Linked DNA regions of Mus musculus: region 2 is linked to region 1. The links are chromatin contacts, called in public Hi-C maps. All regions are on one chromosome and are shown on one strand. The core of a region is the stretch at or near the end of the contact, and the rest is flanking DNA. Distances in the headings are between cores, read along the strand shown. Region 1 overlaps Gng2 (guanine nucleotide binding protein (G protein), gamma 2). Region 2 has its middle 16 kb from the start of Saysd1.

Evidence for each region. Hi-C and Micro-C count contacts between places; a contact is called where the count stands out from the background.
Region 2: a contact with region 1 is called in a Hi-C map of cortical neurons, with 4 times the contacts expected there. The contact joins two enhancer-like sites. A contact is called at or near these places in 3 of 15 datasets of contacts at CTCF or cohesin (embryonic stem cells, large pre-B cells and stem cell-derived epiblast-like cells), 47 of 484 Hi-C or Micro-C datasets (B cells, the BV-2 cell line, CD4 T cells and 19 more), 9 of 115 datasets of contacts at active chromatin or transcription factors (SST interneurons, bone marrow-derived dendritic cells, differentiating embryonic stem cells and 3 more) and 1 of 9 other capture datasets (embryonic stem cells).

Annotation. Positions count from the first base shown.
Region 1 is chr14:19,918,991-19,922,027 of GRCm38.p6, reverse strand. The region is part of intron 2 of Gng2 (guanine nucleotide binding protein (G protein), gamma 2); the gene reads left to right. Among named protein-coding and RNA genes, the nearest start is that of Gng2, 57 kb to the left of the region's middle. Within about 2 kb of position 1,582, at least 65 of the 459 cell types and tissues checked have an H3K27ac peak or open chromatin away from gene starts, as enhancers often do. A contact at or near this core is called in cortical neurons and neural stem cells, where this site is marked.
Region 2 is chr14:20,066,114-20,069,150 of GRCm38.p6, reverse strand. No RefSeq gene overlaps it. Among named protein-coding and RNA genes, the nearest start is that of Saysd1, 16 kb to the left of the region's middle. Within about 2 kb of position 1,615, at least 28 of the 459 cell types and tissues checked have an H3K27ac peak or open chromatin away from gene starts, as enhancers often do. A contact at or near this core is called in cortical neurons and neural stem cells, where this site is marked.

The sequences.
Region 1 (3,037 bases), core at 333-2,832:
CCCTCTAGATGGCCTGCCCGACTTCCTAGAGGCTCATTTTTTTTCTCCTTTAGAGTGAAATAATTAAGATTATCTCTAAGATCCATTTGGATTCAAACGCCTAAGAGGCTGGATGAGATCAAAGTTCATATCCTGTATCCAGTCTGCAAGCGTTTTTATCCCAGCTCAGCCACCTGCAAACTGTGCGTCCAGGTGGTCTTCTCACTATGTCTGAGTCCATTTCCTAAACAATGAGGTTGGGTCACATTAATGCTCACCATATACTAGAGAGAGCCACTGAGTTAACTTAGTATTTAGAATAGTGCCTGCAAGACTATGATCACATCCCCCAAAAGCATGCCACTTCTTCTAAGGACCAGACTACTGTGAAGCAAAACTGCAGACCCACAAATACACAGACAGAAGACGGTGTAAGGGTGAAGAGTGTGCCAGTCTGGGACCCTAGTACAGCCCTCTGGTTTAGGCATCGAAGCATTCCCTCCAGTGATGCCTGTCTCCCGTGGAGACTGTTTCAGTAACCCAATTCGGCTTCAAGCTAGCCAGCATTGAGTTCTCGTGGCTTCATGATGTGCCCATCACTAAGGACTTGTCATTTTCCCCATGTTTTCTTTAGCATCTTCAGGATAAACATCATAATTTCACCTTTTATATAACACTTGGATATAATGATAAGTTATGTTAAGTGCTAAGTTGATAAAGAATAAGCTAACTCTGAGAGTATATAGTCCAGTTAGTGGAGTGCTTGCTCAGCATACATAAAGGCCTGGGTTCCGTCCCCAGCATCACATCAACTGGGTGTGGTAGTGCATGTCTGTAATCCCAGCCTTGAGAGGTACATGCAGGAAGATCAGGAGTTCAAAGCCAGCTTCATCTACATACGGATCCAAGGCCAGCCTAGATGACAGAAGATCCTGTTTCAAAGTAAATAGAAAAATAGCTCTCTGTGTCTGAGGTTAGCCTCTCCTGCCTTCTGCAAAATGGTTTTGGACTGTCTAATACAGTTTTGGGAGGCTCTGCCTCTGTGCTATCTCTGACCTCCACACTCTGTGCACACGTACAAACTGGCAGGTGTGTACCCAACCATGCACACAGGTGGAAACAAACAACCCAAGAACTGTTTTTTTGTGGTACCAAGCTAAAATAATTTGCTTGTAAATCTTTGGTTAGTTGAGACAGTCTCACTGTGTAGCCCAGGTTCGCTTTCAGGTCTTTATCCTCCTGCCTTGGCCCCCCACGTGCTGGGATCATAGCTGTGAGTCACCATGTCTATTCTGAATCGGTCTCTGAGCCCTGTCTCCACTTCCTAGCAACAACTGGACACCATCACCCTCACCTTGGAAAACGGGCTCAACTCCCTGACGAGGACCATCCTATGAGGGCCACCACTAGACCTCCACATCACCAGTTTTGCACGTTCTCCCACAGAGTCCTTCCTGCGTTTGGCATCCCCGCCCTCTCCAAAGACTTGGGAAAGAGCTCAGCTTTTCTAGAGTGCAAAACAAAAAGGCCTTTATGTGAGAGTCTGCTGAAGAAATAACGACCTCCTGTGCACAAAGACCCCTTTCACTCCGCCCAAGCCGACAATTCCTTAGCAGTGGGGAGGGTGGGTTAGTGATCCAGAGAGAGATGGCAGCCGCTTTGCAAGGCTGTGGTGCAGAGTGAGGGCCGGGCCGCCCTGCGGACACTTGGAACAGGATTTGCCCAGAGTAGCTGCTAGAGCTCCTATTAAAACAGGAAGATAGCATCTGTGAGCTGGGCAGTCTGGCAAACGCCTTTCTTTATAGTTTCCCACATGTGGAGGAGGAATGCATACAGGGGGTGGATCAGTGATGGGGGGGTTGGGGGTGGGAGTGGTGGTGGTGGGGTTCAGTCTATTTTTCATAATACTCTTATTTTAAAATACCACCTTGAGCAGAGGAAATGTCAGCGGATAGGAAATGCTGTCCTCTGTGTGAGGCTTCCTTCTGTTGTAGATTAGCAGAGCACCGGCATCTACAGCCAGGGGGACTGCAGTGAGGGGCTGTCACCAGCATCACTGTAAATCTCAGAATGACAGTGAACAACCCAGCTTCCAGGAAACGTGAGGTATGGATCTGCACTGTGGCAGCACGCGGCAGAGACACGCAGCTCTGTTGGAAGCCAAGGGGCAGATTACTTTGTTTGGCTATGCCGTGCATATGCAGGTCTGGAGGTACACACATTTTTATGCCATGCATATGCAAGTCTGGAGGTACACACATTTTTATTTTCCTAGTCTCTCTGCGTATTTGATTTCAATTTCAATGGAAAGACATTTGCTTGGCAAACTTTCAATGGATTCTGTTCCATATTACCACCCTCTTCGGATGGGAGAATGGTACAAGTTTCATTCACTGTGCTTAACTTTTTTATTAATAAGGCATGAGCTGATAAGCAAGATGCTCTTGCATTTAGGGCAAAATAGAGAAGTTGCCTGAGACAGGATGGGCTCACAGACCCAAATTGTGGCTCACCTCAGTCTAAGACAGTTAGTTAAAAAAAAAAAATCATAAAGATTCTCTCTGTTTAGAAAGACCTACATCCAGTTCCTACCCCCATCCCACCTTCATCATGTAATTATAAATCCATTAACCTTTTTAAATGCAAGTGTCTCTCTGTAAGTGTAACATATTGGCTTTTCACATTTTAGTATGAATTACTTTTAGCAAGCATTATTCTTTTTTGATTGGCTTTAAGGACCTCATCAGAAACCTTTATTTCCTAACCAAGGGTCTACTTGACAGCTTTGTCTACTGTTAAAATGAACTTGTGAACTTATTGGAACTCCAGTTTCTAATTAGAAAATAAGAGTGACTGCACCTGCCTACATATCTTAGCATGGCTAGGATGTCAAAGTGGTGTACCACAGATGGAGGGCCTCCGTGAAATTATGAAGTTCCCGCTCAGGTGTAATGGTGCACATGTGCACTCCCGGCTCTGAGAAGAGTGAGCAGGAGGAAATAGGATGTCTGTCTTAGTTAAGGTTTCTATCATCATTATAAAACATCATGACCAGAAG
Region 2 (3,037 bases), core at 366-2,865, 150 kb before region 1:
TCAAGGGTGTTCCTGCATGGAACTGTGAAGGGGGAGCCTTGGAGACCCCAAGACATTGGAGATGGCAGAGTTGTGGGGTACCTGCCAAGGAGCGCTAATAACAGGGTGGGACAAGCCCAAGAGAGAGGTGTGCTGCAGTCAACAAAGCTGAAAGGACTTGGAGATTTGAAGAGTGCTTTGACATCAGACACGAAGACACAGAGTTTGGAGTGTGCCCTGCTGGTTTTAGGTCTTTCTGGTCCATTCTTTCCTTACTGTGCTCCCGTTTCTTCCTTTTAGAATGGTAATTTATATTCTGTACCATTGTATGTTTGAAGTATGTGGTCTGCTTTTCTATTTTGATTTTGTAGGGGATTAAAGTTAGGAGATTGCCGTGAGTCTCAGACGAGGCTTTGGACTTTGGACTTGCAGACAGTGTTGAGACCTTCCTAGACTATGGAGACTTGTTGGACTGAACGCACATTTGCACTATGATGTGGCTACAAGCCTGTAGGGGCCAGGGAGTGGAATGTGGTGGTTTGAATGCCTCCCATAGACACATAGATGTGAATGCTTGGTCTCCAGGGGGTGGCGCTATTGTGAGGTGGGTCTTGCTGGGGGAAGTATGTCACTGGGGGTGGGTTTTGAGGTTTTCAAATGCTTAAGCCAGCCCAGTAACTCTCTCTTCCTGTTGCTGGCAGATCTAGATGTAGAACTTTTCAAATCCAGCACCATGTCTATGTGCAGGCTGCCATGTTTCCCACCATGATGATAATGGATTGAACCTCTGAACTGTAAACAAACCCTGTGGGGCGGTGGGCTGTGCACAGACAGCCTGGTCTCAAGTTGAGCAAAGGTCTGGAACCCCGGCGACCCTATGGGTGGTGACTTTTATCTGCATGGGATGGCATGTGTTCGGCCACGCCTCCTGGGTCCTTGACTCCTGTCTTGTAGCTTCAGCCTCCCCCCACCCCACCCCCACCCCCGCAGAGAGAGGTACGTGGCCATCACAGGAATAGCACCAAGCCCTCCCACAAGCAAATAAGGTTTCCCCAAAGCTCTCAGACCAAACCAATGAGAAATACCTGCTGTCAGACCCTTACCCATCTCAAAACTGTATATAAGAATCCTATACAGAAGGATTAGGGGTGGGAGAACTACTCTGTCGTCCAAGACTTTTGTCCTAAGAGCTGTAACACTTGAGATCTACTCTCCTGAAGCGCCGCCTGAGGCCCTGCCGCACTCCTCACTGGCTAGTCGGCTTCTCATCAGCCCAGCCTGACCCGACTCAGTGCAGGGTAGCATGGAATTACTGCATGGCGGAGACGGAGGCCCGGAAGCGGGGAAGCAATTACCCCTCCCTGACCGCATTCGCTTCCTCGCACCAGGCCTGGCCAGAGATTTCCACAGAAATCTCTGGTACTCAGGCCCACAAAACCCCAGAAGAAATGCTTTCCTTTATAAGAGTTGCCACGATCATGGCAGCTCCTCACAGCAGTAGAACACTACGACAGCTGTGTTTCTGTGTGAGAGAGAAAATGTGCTGTGGTGAGGGCGACCCACCTTTATCTCATCAGCTTTAAGAGTGGACAAAGCAGCAGAAGATGCTGCTCAGAGGCACTAAATTCTTATGTCCACAAGGTGGCACCCCATACCTGGTATGCACATTTTCACTTCCTAAGGCCAAATATATGAAGACCTTTTGCCAGAAGAGGTCGCAGAAACACCTCCCTTCCTTTCCCTACCTGTTGAGTGGGAACTGCCTTTATACGCTGTGTTAAGAATGGAGGAAGGTGATATTTCAAGCCCTCTCACTACTGTGAATTAGAAGATGGAATGGGGCCCTAGCATATCAGTGTTATACTGAAGGCTTTAGTTAGGGCACAGGGTTAGAAAAAGAAGAGGTAAATCATTTTTATCTGCAGATGGTATGATAGCATGTATTTTTATGTTTTAACTTTTTATTGCAGTGTGTGTACACATGCATGCTTGCGTGCACATGTGCATTGATGCAAACACATGCAAATGCCATTCTGTCTTCTCAAAATGTGCTGTCACCTGCGCACAGAAATCTGTACTTTCCCGCAGTGTCCCTGGTGGTTCTGGCCTCGAGTGTGCACTTATCCATTCTGTCTCTACATGGCTGCTTCAAGTTGACAGTGTTACAGGTAACATGGGGCTTGGCACTTTATTTTTGTGTCTAATTACAAATTCTATTTTTATATCAAAGAAAGCATTTCGTCAAGCTTATGGTTTCTGAGGGATACAGTTCACAGTGTCAGAGTAAAGGCCTGGCATGAGGAAAGGCACAATGATCACTGTGATCAGCAAGTAGATCACTTATATGCAGCCTCAACCTTAACCATAACTCTAACCCTGTGTCTAACCCAATTCTAATCGTAGCTATAACTGAATCTAGACTATCCCTATCCCTAATGCTAATCCTAAAACTAACACTAATGCTAATCCTACACCCAAACCTACCCTATACCTAATATAACCAATAGTCTAAACCCAAGCCTAAGCCTAAACTTAGGTCTAACCCTAACCTGAACCTAGATTAGTCCTATTCCAATGCTAAACCTAGACCTAATCTTAAATGTAGTCTATTCCATAACTATAGGCCTATCCTTTCTCCATCTTTAAGTCTACTTAGCCTTAACATTGGCACAAATGCCAGATATAACCCTAACCTGAAAGTAACCCTAACCTAACACCATTCTTAAACAATACATATTCTTCTCTTCATATAAGTGCTAACTATAAAATTAACACAGAACAAGACCAAATAGCAAACCATAGAAACCTGATACAAACAACCCTAGAAATACCCATAAAACTATTGCAACCAAAGCTGTAACACTAGCAATATCTATAATGATACCTGACCCTAAATTTAAACATATCACTACATTTATCAATACTAAAATCCTTAGCTTTATTTATGAGCATAACCAAAGAACTCTATCCATAGGTCTCACCCAAACAATATCTAACTCTAAACTTGTTCCAAGGCTTGAGAAAAATGCTAACACCAATCCTAAATCTAAATCTTGCA